Linked DNA regions of Triticum aestivum: region 1 is linked to region 2. Evidence: chromatin contacts called from public Hi-C data. All regions are on one chromosome and are shown on one strand. The core of a region is the stretch at or near the end of the contact, and the rest is flanking DNA. Distances in the headings are between cores, read along the strand shown. Region 1 holds the start of LOC123087109 (coatomer subunit alpha-3). Region 2 holds the start of LOC123087107 (DNA-directed RNA polymerase I subunit RPA12).

The links. Hi-C and Micro-C count contacts between places; a contact is called where the count stands out from the background.
Region 1: a Hi-C map of leaf shows a contact between it and region 2, with 9 times the contacts expected there. The contact joins the promoter of LOC123087109 here to the promoter of LOC123087107 in region 2. A contact is called at or near these places in 3 of 5 Hi-C or Micro-C datasets (all in leaf).

What each region holds. Positions count from the first base shown.
Region 1 is chr4A:579,403,752-579,410,956 of IWGSC CS RefSeq v2.1, forward strand. It overlaps LOC123087109 (coatomer subunit alpha-3), which reads left to right and starts at 2,449. Exons shown (of 3, transcript XM_044509009.1): 1 at 2,449-2,785; 2 at 3,390-3,884; 3 at 4,409-7,205. The coding sequence starts at 2,578.
Region 2 is chr4A:579,223,632-579,230,925 of IWGSC CS RefSeq v2.1, forward strand. It overlaps LOC123087107 (DNA-directed RNA polymerase I subunit RPA12), which reads right to left and starts at 2,421. Exons shown (of 5, transcript XM_044509007.1): 1 at 2,191-2,421; 2 at 2,003-2,043; 3 at 1,489-1,572; 4 at 1,336-1,392; 5 at 845-1,252. The coding sequence starts at 2,308. The coding sequence ends at 1,175. LOC123087106 (probable serine/threonine protein kinase IREH1) reads left to right here. Exons shown (of 18, transcript XM_044509006.1): 18 at 54-393.

The DNA.
Region 1 (7,205 bases), core at 1,199-3,698, 180 kb after region 2:
TTTTTCAAATTTATGAACATTTTTGCAAATGCATGCAAATTTATTATTTATTGATTTATTTAACAAATCATGAACATTTTTTCAATACGTGGTATGGTTTTAGAAATTCGCAAACATTTTTTCAACTCGTGAATATTTTTGGAATGAACGAACATTTTTTGAATTCCATACATTTGTTCAAATCCACAAAAAAATTGAATGCGCAAACATTTTTCAAAATTATGAACTTATTTGATTTCTTGAACCCTGTTTTAAAAACATGATTTTTTATATGCGATAATTTTTCGAATCTGCAACAAATATAAGATTTCTTGATTAATTTTTTCTCAAAATTCACAATTTCTAGAAAATTTGATTTTTTTAGATCCCGAATTATTTTGAAGAAGACTAAAAAACAAAAAAGACAAAAAATGTAGAGAAAAATAAGGGGCTTCCCGTTCCGCTCATGGGCTGCACGCGGGTCCCTCCATAGAGGGCCACCCCACTCTTGTTATATTGGAAAGGCCTAATTGCGAAACCGGGCCAAAACCCAGAAGATTACAAGATCAACGCTACACGTTACAGGCAAAGGAAAACATAAAAATGAATAACAACTTTGCCATCAAGAACCAGGTGTAAACAACTATAGCAAGAAAATGACATGTCGACCTCCAGGCCGCATGAAGGCGGACACGTGCTGCTGAGTCTGGTTGTTCGCCGACCAAGGGATTTACTGTCGACACTGACGAACAGAAGCCCGAGGTCATCACCGGCGGATGAAGAGCAAAAACACTATTAACATGTTAGCAAATCCTTCCCCACAAGGTTTGGAGGGAGAGGACGAGCTTGGCGTCAAACCAACTTGCTTCAACTTCCAGACGACCTACTCCAAAACCTAATCGAAAGCACAGAGTGAGAACAAAGCAGATAATGAAGATAAGAGGGAACAACACCTGCCGAGAAGGGACCAACATGATGCATGCATTTTTATTAGAACAACTAGACCTAGAATAAAGGAAGAATGACCGACATAGATTTCTCCTTCCTACGCCAACAACAATCCAAGGGGGAGAAACGGGGGATCAACTCTCCGTCTCTCTCCCCATCGCGTCTCATTTCCTTCCCCGTCAGCCCCTCCCCTTCCCGGCTCTCGCCAACGATGAACAGGGCGAGGGGCCCTTTTCCCCTTTAATTCAGTAGCCCCTCATCAATCATGTTGGAATAAGCACCAATACAGATACCATATGGTGTTTTATGTGAATTTGTATGGATGTTATTCCCAATACAAAATCCATTCCGCACGAGAACCAATCCATTGTTGGATGTTTAGGAGGGTACTTGTACTCTGAGTCAATGAACAATCTAACCATAGCTTTTGCCATCCTATTGTTCGATCAATGCATAATGTTTTCAATAGAAGGTGATGTTTTCGATGATATCAAGATGCTAGTGGCGACATCGATCAGTCTTAAAGCTCGGCGACTGCAGTCTTTGGAGGACATTGTACATAGTGTTTACGTGTGACGATGGATGCGTAGATACGAGAGCACACATTGTACTCATAGTGCAAAGTAACATAGTACTAGTGTCATAGAGGACTTCATTTATTAGCTTGTATACTCATCTTGTCTTGGGAAACGCTATATTACAGTAACATATTATGTTACCACTTTTCATTAACTATATACCACGTAAGGCTGGTCACAGTGAGGAGGAACTTAGGAGTAACATCACACACTCCAATACAACTTTGCTTATGTGGCACGTATTTAATGAAGAGCGAGGTGTTTGTGGTAACTAGCTAAGTTACCGAAACATCACACACTCCAAGAAACAATGAGTCTATAACCTAATAAATACATCGTTGCATGACACTACATAGATGTTCCTACCCACTGTGGAGGTAGTAACATAGTCTAGGGAAGTGTGAAGTTACTAGCTTATGTTCTTGCCCATTGTGACCAGCCTAAGCAATTTTTTCTTGAAGTGCGCTATGTTACTAGCTAAGTTACTCCCACTATGACTAGCCTAATGGTGTCCAGTGACATTTTTGAGCATGCGCTTAACGAAGCGATGACATTTTTAAGCATGCGCTTAACGAAACGATGACATTTTTGAGCAGTTGAAATTTCTAATGGCAAAACCAAGTAGTAAAATACAACCAGAATGACATAAATGATAAACACCCTTATCTAAAACGTCCTGCACTTCTCTAAGCATGAAATTTATAATTCGTACTCTACCAAAAATTGGTCACAGCCAAACCGCTTATCTTAGCATTGCGGCGAGCGAGCGCGTGACTGACAACCCGGGCGCACCATTTCCGACGGCTCAGATCGCCTCTCCCCCAGAATCCAACGGCGGCGCCGCCTCTCACCACCTCAGCACTCAGCAGCGTCGGAAACCCAGATCTCCTCTTGCCCGAGATCTAAAGCACCTTCCTCCTCCCCATCATCGGCCATTCCCTCCCTCCCCTCCCCCTCCTCCGCCCCAGATCCACCGACCCCCCCACCCCACCTCCGCTCCTCTCCGCGGCCAGGGCCAGGGGCCGCCGCCGCCGTCGCCGGGGACGACGCGCCGCCGGCGGGGGAACGGAAGATGCTGACCAAGTTCGAGACCAAGAGCAACCGGGTCAAGGGCCTGAGCTTCCACCCGCGGCGGCCATGGATCCTCGCCAGCCTCCACAGCGGCGTGATCCAGATGTGGGACTACCGCATGGGCACCCTCCTCGACCGCTTCGACGAGCACGACGGCCCCGTCCGCGGCGTCCACTTCCACGCCACCCAGCCCCTCTTCGTCTCCGGAGGTACTGCCCCGCCCCGCCCTGCTAGATCCCGCTCGGCTCGATCGGTTCGGGCGTGATTTGCCATTTGCGGATTGACACAGAGCCGCGCGCCACGGCCCCGAGCCTTGCCTTGGATTGGAGGCTCTGCGCGCGAGTGTCGAGGCCGTTAGATGTCTCTGTGATCCGTCGACGCTGCTGTTAGATCGCGCTTGATGTGTGCCGGTGGCTGTTAAGGTGTCATAAGTTGGTAGGATGGGTTGGTCGGATCTAGTGCTTCCTTTTATGATCTTTGCTGTTTCTAGAATTGTTTACTTGGAGTGCCATTTGGTTTTTATTAGTGACTGTTATCACCGTAGTTTATTAGCCAGTTGAAAGTGAATGTAGAGTAGGTGGTAAAATAATCCAATGCATGCTCATTAGCATTCACAAAACGTTGAGGGGATTGTGTCGCTGATGACACTGGGGTGCACTCTGGTTAGTCTGCTTCATGTTTTAGTTACTAGCTTAACAGTGAGTCAATGCTTGAACGCTGAGTGAATGTAGAATAGGTGGTAAAATAATCCAATGCATGCTCATTAACATTCACAAAGCTTGGACTAAGATTTTGGGTTGTGATGCAATGCAGGTGACGATTACAAGATCAAGGTGTGGAATTACAAGACACACCGCTGCTTGTTTACGCTTACTGGGCATCTCGACTACATTCGTACTGTGCAATTCCACCATGAGTACCCATGGATAGTAAGTGCCAGTGATGACCAGACAATCCGGATCTGGAACTGGCAGTCACGTACTTGTGTGGCTGTGCTCACCGGGCATAATCACTATGTCATGTGCGCGTCCTTCCACCCCAAGGAGGACCTGGTTGTGTCAGCATCGCTAGATCAGACTGTCCGTGTTTGGGATATTGGTGCCCTGAGGAAGAAGACGGTGTCACCTGCGGATGACATCCTGCGTCTCACTCAGATGAACACTGATCTGTTTGGGGGTGTCGATGCGGTTGTGAAATATGTCTTGGAAGGCCATGACCGTGGTGTCAACTGGGCATCATTTCACCCCACATTGCCACTCATTGTTTCTGGGGCAGATGACCGGCAAGTGAAGCTGTGGAGAATGAATGGTAACAGTGCAATCACTTCTTTAACTATTTATGTCTGGTTTATTTTATTTCGTTGTATGAAAACAATAATTACATATTTATGTACGCATCATTTCATTATTTTGTATGACAGTTTGAAACAATGCTTCTGAATTAGTCATTTTATTTTGAATCCTTTTGATTCTGTTTAAGTGATATTACTTGTACAGAACCTTTTACTGTTTACTCCTCAGTCTATCACAAGTAATATCAACTAAATTGTCAGTGGTCATCAAAACTAGCTGAACGCAAGAAACATGTTTCGTAATTGTCAAATTACCTTTTTGTTAATTCTGAGTGATCACATGTATATAACCATTTAATATCCAGTAAAACACTCTGCATATTAGTAGGACTGAACAAATTATAAACAAATTATCAAATTACCCTTGTTTGTTCAACATGAGAAATGTCAATTGAAGGTCTAGTCTAGCACTAATTATTTTTTTGCTGAGTATTGGTTGGATTGAACAAACAATAAAATAAAATTTGATATTTTTTGACAGATACCAAGGCTTGGGAAGTTGATACTTTGAGGGGGCACATGAATAATGTGTCGTGTGTGATGTTCCATGCGAAGCAAGACATCATTGTGTCCAACTCAGAGGACAAAAGCATTCGCATTTGGGATGCCACAAAGCGAACTGGTATTCAGACATTTAGGCGGGAACATGACCGTTTCTGGATCCTTGCCGCCCACCCTGAAATGAATCTTCTTGCTGCTGGTCATGACAGTGGCATGATTGTGTTTAAATTAGAGAGGGAACGCCCAGCTTTCAGCGTGAGTGCTGATACTGTGTTCTATGTGAAGGACAGATTCCTCCGGTTCTTTGAGTACTCCACCCAGAAGGAAGTTCAGGTGGCTCCAATAAGAAGACCAGGATCCGTCAGCTTGAACCAGGCACCCAGGACACTATCTTATAGTCCAACTGAAAATGCTGTGTTGATCTGCTCTGATGTGGACGGGGGCTCATATGATCTGTACATTGTTCCTAAAGATTCTGCTGGCAGGGCTGATTATTTGCAAGAGGCAAAGAAGGGAGCTGGTGGCTCGGCTGTTTTTGTGGCACGGAATAGGTTTGCTGTCCTTGAGAAGAGTAGCAATCAAGTTTTGGTGAAGAATCTTAAGAATGAAATTGTGAAGAAGAGTCCTCTTCCTATTGCGACTGATGCAATTTATTATGCTGGGACTGGTAATTTGTTGTGCAAAGCTGAAGATCGTGTGACCATCTTTGATCTACAACAAAGGCTAGTTCTTGGTGAACTCCAGTCAGCTGGTGTTAAATATGTAGTTTGGTCCAGTGACATGGAGTATGTTGCACTGCTGAGCAAGCATGCAGTGGTTATAGCTAGCAAGAAGCTTGTTCATCGCTCTACACTGCATGAAACCATTCGTGTGAAAAGTGGTGCCTGGGATGAGAACAGTGTTTTTATTTACTCTACTTTGAACCATATCAAATACTGTCTTCCCAATGGAGATAGTGGGATCATAAAGACCCTTGATGTCCCTGTTTACATAACAAGGGTTATTGGGAACAACATTTTCTGTCTTGATCGTGATGGAAAGAACAAGCTGATATCAGTCGATGCTTCTGAATACATTTTCAAGCTCGCCCTTCTCCGGAAACGTTATGACCATGTTATGAGTATGATTAAGAGCTCACAGCTGTGTGGGCAGGCAGTGATTTCATATTTACAACAGAAAGGGTTTCCAGAAGTTGCTCTCCACTTTGTGAAAGATGAGAAGACAAGATTTAATCTAGCTCTTGAAAGTGGTAACATCCAAATCGCAGTGGCTTCTGCAAAAGAGATTGATGACAAGGATCACTGGTACAGGTTGGGAATTGAGGCCCTGAGGCAGGGGAATGTTGGTATTGTGGAATATGCATACCAGCGGACGAAGAATTTTGAGAGGCTGACTTTTCTGTATCTTATTACTGGTTACATGGACAAGGTGGGCTTCATGTGCAAAATTGCCGGACAGAATAACAATTTGATGGGTCAGTTCCACAATGCATTGTATCTTGGGGATGCTAGGAAGCGAGCTGAGATCCTGGAGAATGCCGGACAGCTTCCTCTTGCCTATGTCACTGCCGCCACTCATGGGCTCACTGAAATTGCTGAAAGGCTTGCTGCTGAGTTGGGTGAGAATGTTCCTTCTCTACCTGAAGGAAAAACTCGCTCACTTTTGATTCCGCCCGCACCTCTCATATCCAGCGTTGATTGGCCATTGCTCCGGGTGATGCGTGGCATATTTGAGGGTGGACTGGATGCTACTGGGAGAGCAGAAGTTGAGGAAGATGATGAAGCTGCTGGTGCTGACTGGGGTGATGAGGACTTGGATATTGTGGATGCAAGTGATGCAGTGGCAAATGGGGGTGATGGTTTTGATCCCGAGGAAGGTGAAGCGAACAAGGAGGATGGTGAGGAAGGTGGTTGGGATCTTGAAGATCTGGAATTGCCTGAAGCAGAGACCCCAAAAGCTGCTGGAAATGCTCGCTCCACTGTGTTTGTTGCTCCTACACCAGGAATGCCTGTCAGCCAAATTTGGACTCAGAAATCTTCTCTTGCTGGGGAGCATGCAGCAGCAGGCAACTTTGACACTGCAATGAGGTTGCTCAGCCGCCAGTTGGGCATCAAGAACTTTGCTCCCCTGAAACCCATGTTTCTCGATCTGCATATGGGCAGTCATTCATATCTTCGTGCACTTGCAACTGCTCCCGCTATATCAATTGCTGTTGAGAAAGGTTGGAGTGAGTCCTCAAGTCCTAACGTGAGGGGCCCTCCTTCACTAGTCTTCACCTTCTCACAAATGGAAGACAGGCTCAAGGCAGCCTACAAAGCCACAACCGAGGGGAAGTTCCCAGAAGCGCTGAGACAGTTCCTCAGCATCTTGCATACCATTCCCCTGATCGTGGTAGACTCACGGAGAGAAGTTGATGAAGTGAAGGAGTTGATCGAGATAGTGAGGGAATATGTTCTTGGTCTAAGAATGGAACTCAAGAGGAAGGAATTGAAGGACAACATCAACCGGCAACAGGAACTGGCGGCCTACTTCACCAACTGCAAGCTCCAGAGGGTTCACATGAGGCTTGTGCTCTCAAACGCCATGGCTCTATGCTACAAGCAGAAGAACTTCGCGACCGCAGAGCACTTTGCAAGGCTGCTCCTCGAGAACAGCCCCAACGAGGTCCAAGCGAAGAAGGCTCGGCAGGTGCAGCAGCAGTGCAACGGCAAGCAGGACAGCCATGAGCTCAACTATGACTACAGAAATCCGTTCGTCGTCTGTGGCTCGACGTATGT
Region 2 (7,294 bases), core at 1,171-3,670:
AAATATCGCATATGCGATGCTGTTCCATCTAATTGCTACTATCAATTTTGCAGATGAAAGTGAGGCATGGACATCCAGCGGAGTGCAGTTTTGCGGTGGAAACAATTGTGGTGTCATCGTCGGTGAAACATCCTTGACCATAAGTTGGCATGAGTCACCTAGGAGCTCTGCTTTTTTTTTTGGTCCCATCATCGGCCTTGGGTGCCCAAAATTGGTCAAGGTTTACTGTATTCAGAATACAACCCCTGAAAGTGTAGATGGTCTCAGAATTGTCGTAATCGTGGCAGGTCATTGGGGATGGAGTAGGTTTACCTGTACTCAGAACTGTTGCCGTAACATTCACTGGGTATAAAAAATCTGGTCAATGCAAATGCTCCAAATTTCTTGCTGTCAGTATCAGTTTCCTTGATTGACTGGTGCATCTAGAGTATATTTTTACCCAACTAATTAGCTCGAGATCAGTTGACTTAAATGCCAGCAAATATTACGAAGCATAATTCTGGCTTGATTCCATAGAACAGTTGAAGTTTTTGTAACAGAACCGTGCCCTGAAATTTAGCTGAAAATGATTGGATCCAAGTACATGTGCCTTGGGAATCTACTCACTCTGCCCCAAAATATATAGCGCGTACAAGATGCCCAAGGCACCACCTAAGATTCCTAATGCACCAGCAGAGTAGAAAAAAGAGTCGAACATCCAGAGTATTAAATTAATACTAGATTCATCACGAGATATATTTGGTGTTGTAGCTATAGATAATTTTCTATATAAACTCAGCCGAAGTCCATGAAGTACAACTTGAGATAAAACCAATGCGCACTGTATTAACTATCACAAAATGAATCGGTCAACAACAAGTGTGTATGACTTTGAATAATCATGATGCGCTACAAAAATGCAGCAACCAGCCCAATCACCTTTAGAAACAAGACGTTCTGCTCTTTCTATGGCGACATTCAGTCAAATACAAGGTTCCGTCAAAAGGCGTTAGATAGAAAAAACGAGCATTAACATATCCCAGGTAACACTCAAGATAAGAATACACGCCAAAACGATGCAACATCAATGGTCAACCCATGGCAGGAGAAATTTCATCGAACATCGATTGTCAACCAATGGCAGGAGCACTTTCTTCCACCCATATCCATACCCTGATAGTAGGAAACTTTTTTCTTAGGTATTCTCATTGAATGCGTGGCCACATTCCGGGCACTCGTAGAAGATAGTCTGCCCCTCATCCGCTGACCGAAGCTGCAATTGCACGTCAAGAAGGTCGGTAGGATTCAGAACTAGAAAGAGAAAATCATAACTAAAGCTGAAGGTCAGCAAATAACCTGCTTCGTGTAATATTCGAGTTCATGATGGTTGCATTCTGGACAGGCTCGCTCTGTCTAAAGGCAGACGAGGATATATGTGAAACGCTCAAGGTATCCATCCATCCATCCAAAAACTAATAACCAGGGGCAAAAGCAAACAATTTAGCTTACCAGGGATCTTTGCACGATTATGTCCATATTTGGCGCCGATTCAAGAACCACAAACGGTTTCATCTTTAGCTCTCTTCTAATATCCTGTCAACAACGTATGTAATTCAAAATCAAGCACGTGCTCCGGAAACAGAAACTTGTGTTGCCTGGTAAAAGAATCTGCACATGCAAGCTAGCAGGATCTAAAATCAACAGATGTCTTGTACAGTTACACTAGACCACAAAATCAAAATTGTCAAAGTATAACAGTTCTAGGGTAAGCTTACACATCCCGAGCTAGAAAATCATCAATTCTTAATGTATGGAATTTGTTCCATTTAATTAATTAAGCTAATTCATGCATTCCAAAAGACTGAACAATTTTCTCAAGTCCAGCAGTAGCTTGGCAGGACCAGTGTATTCCTTCAAGAAACACGACACTGCAATCTAATTAGCCGAGTATATAAGCCGTTCTGCACACCTAGTTCTTCGTCTGGAACCATTGGTTGATTTTGACAGAGAGAGATGGACGTACCTCCGCGGTGACCGCGTACCGAGTTTCTTTCCCTTCGATATCTGCAGAAAATAAGGGGCCAGTTCTGCATTAGCCACGGGATTGCCAGTCACAAGGATGCTTGGGACCAAGAGTTCTGTGATTCGGGATCCGCAGAGAGGAGTAAGCTTGGGCCTGGAGGAAGGAACGAAGGAAGGGAGGGGGGAGACCTTTGGCCTTGCGCTTGAAGCCGCAGAGGGGGCAGGAGGCGTAGCGGTGGGAGTTGAAGTCGAGGAGGGTGCCGCACACGCCGCAGAACAGGAAGTCGCGCGCCTGCCAGAAAGCCATCGCCGCCGGCCACACCGCGCCGCCGTGCGGGAGATACAGAGACAGGGGGGAGAGAGAGAGAGAGAGAGAGAGAGGGGGGGCCTTTCGTTTACTTCCTCTTCTTCCGACCTCTGTCTGCGGCGATGATCAGCAGGGGAACGGCCGGCTGCGCACTTAGGGTTTCACCGTGGATTCGCAGTCCGGCCCATTAGGATGGATGTGGACCGGTCACCATCAGGCGGAGAAGTGTGTCTCTGCGGGCCCTAGGGAAAACTCTAACGCCTAGCCCAAGAGGCCCGGTAAAGGTGTGTTGGTCACCGCGTGCACGCGCCAGGGGCTAGGTATCTTTTAGTCGGCACTCAAAAAAAAAAATCCTATTTTTTTTTAAATGGGTATCCTTAGTCCCACACAGCTATACGAGAAGAACTTCGACCACTTTAAAACATCACTTCAATCGTTGCTCATCGCCGGGCTTGGTGGCGCTTGCCTATGACCGTAGATGAACGGGGCAAACGGAAATTATGCAAGCCTCACATGGTGCACCGTGTGAGTGCAGCATTTCCCTAAGAGTAACTGGATTTAAGCAAGCGGACTGGTACATCCGTGTACCGCTCCCGCAGCTTGTCTAGTACTTTCTTTTTTCCCTTAATAATTGTTATATTTTGGCATTTTTTCAATTACTAATATATTTTGAAAATCATCAGCATTATGCACAGTTAATATCACGGATGGCGCCAAGTTTTGAAAATCCTTGTCTGACGTACCTTTATTGTGTCTTAGCATTATTTATTTGCACAATCTTTGAAATCTTTGGCATCCCTAGGGGTTTGCACAGCGGATCAAACCAAGGGTTGTAGTATGTTTTTTTTTACTATATCTTAGCGTTGTTGTTTAATATGTATTGCTCAATCTTTGATATTCTGAGCGGCTTGTCTAATACTTTCTTCTTTTAATTACTATATTTTTAATTATGGGAATTTGGTTTTTCATTACATTTCTAAGTACTTTATTTCCCCCCTAATAGTTATATTTTTAAAACACGAGAATTCAAGGAAATGCTCAACTATTATATTTCGACAATCATGAGAATTTTGGACAACTGATATCATCGATGGCATCGAGGATCGTTGTCTGATATGTTTTTACTGTGTCTTAGCATTATTCTTTTATACTATATATTAGATGGCCAACTGCAGCCCGGAAGCGAAGTGAACTATTAAGATTTTTTTTCCTCAACTGTTTGCAAATGATTATGTTCATACTACATTTTTATTTGTCTTGACAATGATCATTGTCCATAATTTTTCTTCGGCGATTTGTTTTTGATGACACGAAGCTTTGTTGGTGATGATATTTTTTTTCCAACTGTCAGTAACTGCGTAAAGACCAACTACAACCAGAAGTTTTCTTTGAACATACTACAATCAGAAGTTAAGCAAACTATGATGACACGTTTAACAGACACTTCTTTAATAAATCATCCTAAAAGGGTGATTGAGAAGGTGAATTGACCTTTCATGTTCCAGCCGGGTTAATAGAAAACCCAAACGCATATCCCACGGCAAATGTCATGAAACATTCGAAACAAGAACCCCACCAGGGAACACATGAGCAGAAGGAAACCAAACAAACCGACAAGACGATCGACGATCAAGCAAAGAGTGCGACTAGCGAGCACATAAAGCATACACGTCTGTCAACCAGGCAGCAGGGGTAAAAGGCCGGGAGAGATAATAGAACACGCCATCGGGCCAGCCACTGTGGTCCAACACCGGACAGCACAACGCGTTATCTGTTCAGCTGCAAGGGTCTCAAGGTCCGGACAGGGATAAAAAACGCACCCAGATCCCAAAACACACCGTTCGGTCAAGGGGACGCAGCGGCGAGAAGCCATGACACAGTCTGACAAGACGCCTAACGGAGCACACGCAAAAGAAGCCCAACGTTCACATTTTGTTTCTACCAATGACCATTCGAAGGAGGCAAGGAGCGCAAAGTCAAACTGCAACTAAACAGGTAAGGAAGATATATGAAACAGTACCCGACGAATGCATTCAGACATAATCCATCCATACACAAAGGGTGTCGTGGACTTAACACACAGATGCCCTAGCGAAAGGACTTAGGTGTGGAGCCATCGCAGCTAGGTTAGCTTAAAGGGGTTAATCGGGACAAATGACACACAGGGTTTATACTGGTTCGGCCCCTCGCAACGAGGTAAAAGCCTACTCCAGTTTGAGGTTGTATTGCTTAGGTTTCGATTACCAGGGAGCGAATACGCTTGACCTAGTTCTCGATCTCTTGTTTCTTGCCTTAACCCGCCGCCGGGTCACCCCTTTATGTACACAGGTTGATGCCCGGCGGCTTACAGAGTCCCGGCCGGCTCATACACAATGTGTCCGGCTCGGTGACTAATTAAGCTTGCCTTACAATACAAGTACACAATATGGCGGTTCATACCCATGGGCCTCAAGTCACCTCTGAGTCTTGGGCTTTCAATAAGCTTGTTCTATGGACCACCATACTCATCATCATCCCGGGCCTTCTCTTCTTAAGCCGCCAGTGGCATGACCCGACCCCTCCTGGGCGGGTCATACCCAATAGTTATATCCCCAACATTAGGCCCGAGGTTGATTTGAACTTGATCACATCAATCTTCAATACTTGACTTAGCAGAATCTTGCATCGTCAACTTTTATGAAGTTGCTATAATCCGCCATGACGTCAGCTCACAGAATCATACTAACCCGCCATGATGTCATCCTGCATTAACTTCGCACGAAGCTCAAAACATCTTAACAGATCTTCATCTTTAATGGACTTTTCGAAATTCGAGGCGCCCGTGCAGTCACATAATTACTTTTTGGCCTCCTCGATCCCCGCGCATGCCAGTTATCCATCTGCTTATAAATTGGGATGATACGTCTCCAACGTATCTACTTTTCCTAACGCTTTTCCTCTTGTTTTGGACCCTAATTTGCATGATTTGAATGAAACTAACCCCGGACTGACGCTGTTTTCAGCAGAACTACCATGGTGTTGTTTTTGTGCAGAAATAAAAGTTCTCGGAATGGAACGAAACTTTGCGAGGAATTTTTATATAATATATAAGAATTTCTGGAGCCAAGACCTACCGGAGAGGGGCCCCTGGGTGGGCACAACCCACCAGGGTGTGCCCCCCTCTCCTGGCGCGCCCAGGTGGGTTGTCCCCACCTGGTGGCCCCGCAGACCCTGAAACCGACGCTATAAAATCCTGTTTTCGGAGAAAAAAATCAGGGAGAAAGAATTATCACGATCCACGAGGCGGAGCCATCGCCAAGCCCTGTTCTTCCTCGAGAGGGCAGATCTGGAGTCCATTTGGGGCTTCAGAGAGGGGGATCTTCGTTCTTCGTCATCACCAACCCTTCTCCATCGCCAATTCCATGATGCTCCCCATCAGGAGTGAGTAATTCCTTCGTAGGCTCGCTGGTCGGTGAGGAGTTGGATGAGATTCATCATGTAATCGAGTTAGTTTTGTTAGGGCTTGATCCCTAGTATCCACTATGTTCTTAGATTGATATTGCTATGACTTTGCCATGCTTAATGCTTGTCACTTTTGGGCCCGGGTGCCATGATTTCAGATCTGAACCGTTTATGTTATCACCATTATATTCATGTTCTAGATCTGATCTTGCAAGTTATAGTCACCTACTACGTGTTATGATCCGGTAACCCCAGAGTGACAATAACTGGGACTTCTTCCGGTGATTACCGTAGTTTGAGGAGTTCATGTATTCACTATGTGTTAATGCTTTGTTTTGGTTCTCTATTAAAATGAGGCCTTAATATCCCTTAGTTTCCAATGTGGACCCCGCTACCACGGGAGGGTAGGACAAAAGATGTCATGCAAGTCCTTTTAATAAAGCACGTATGACTATTTACGGAATACATGCCTACACTATATCGATGAACTGGAGCTAGTGCCATATCGCCTTAGGTTATAACTATCTCATGATGAATATCATCCAACAAGTCACCGATCCACTGCCTACGAATTTTTCCATATTGTTTCTGCTAAGTTACTACTGCTATCATCACTGTTACACTTGCTACAAAATTACTGCTATCAGTATTACTGTTACTATTGCTGCTGCTACTACTATCAAAACTATCAAACTACTTTGCTATGGATCACTTTGTTGCAGATAATTAATCTCCAGGTGTGGTTGAATTGACAACTCAGCTGCTAATACCTTCAAATATTCTTTGGCTCCCCTTGTGTCGAATCTATAAATTTGGGTTGAATACTCTACCCTCGAAAACTATTGCGATCCCCTATACTTGTGGGTTATCAAGACCCTTTTCTGGCGCCGTTGCCGGGGAGCATAGCTATATTTCTTGAGTCACTTGGGATTATTATCAGTTTATCACTATGAAGAATCTGAAGGATGCTAATACTAAGATTTTTCCCTCAAGACGAGGGGAGGTAAGGAACTGCCATCCAGTTCTGCTTTAGATTCACCTTTTGTTATAAGTAAACTTGCAACACCACCACATGCTATTAATTCTGATATGTCGCAAGTTATTGATGATGCTACTTCTGCTATGGATAATGCTTATGATGATGCTAGTACCTTGCTTTATAATGATAATGTGCCACTTGGTGAATTTCTTGATGAACAAATTGCTAGAGTAATACAACATGATGTTGTTGAATCTGATGATGAGCTTGAAACTGAAACTCCTGAAACACCTGCTAGAACTAGTCTTCCTAGATATGAATTGCCTAAGGTACTGGAAGGTTATGTTATGAGTGAAGAAACAACTAGAGATATTCTTGCTTGCAGAGATAGAGATGATCTAGAGAAATTATTATGCAAGTATAAAGAAAAATCTCTGAATGCTAGAATGAAATATGATCCTAAGTTTGCTACTTCACCTATCTTTATTGATGATAAGGAATATGAATTCTCTGTCGACCCAGAGTTAATTACTTTGGTTGAATCTGATCCTTTCCATGGTTATGAA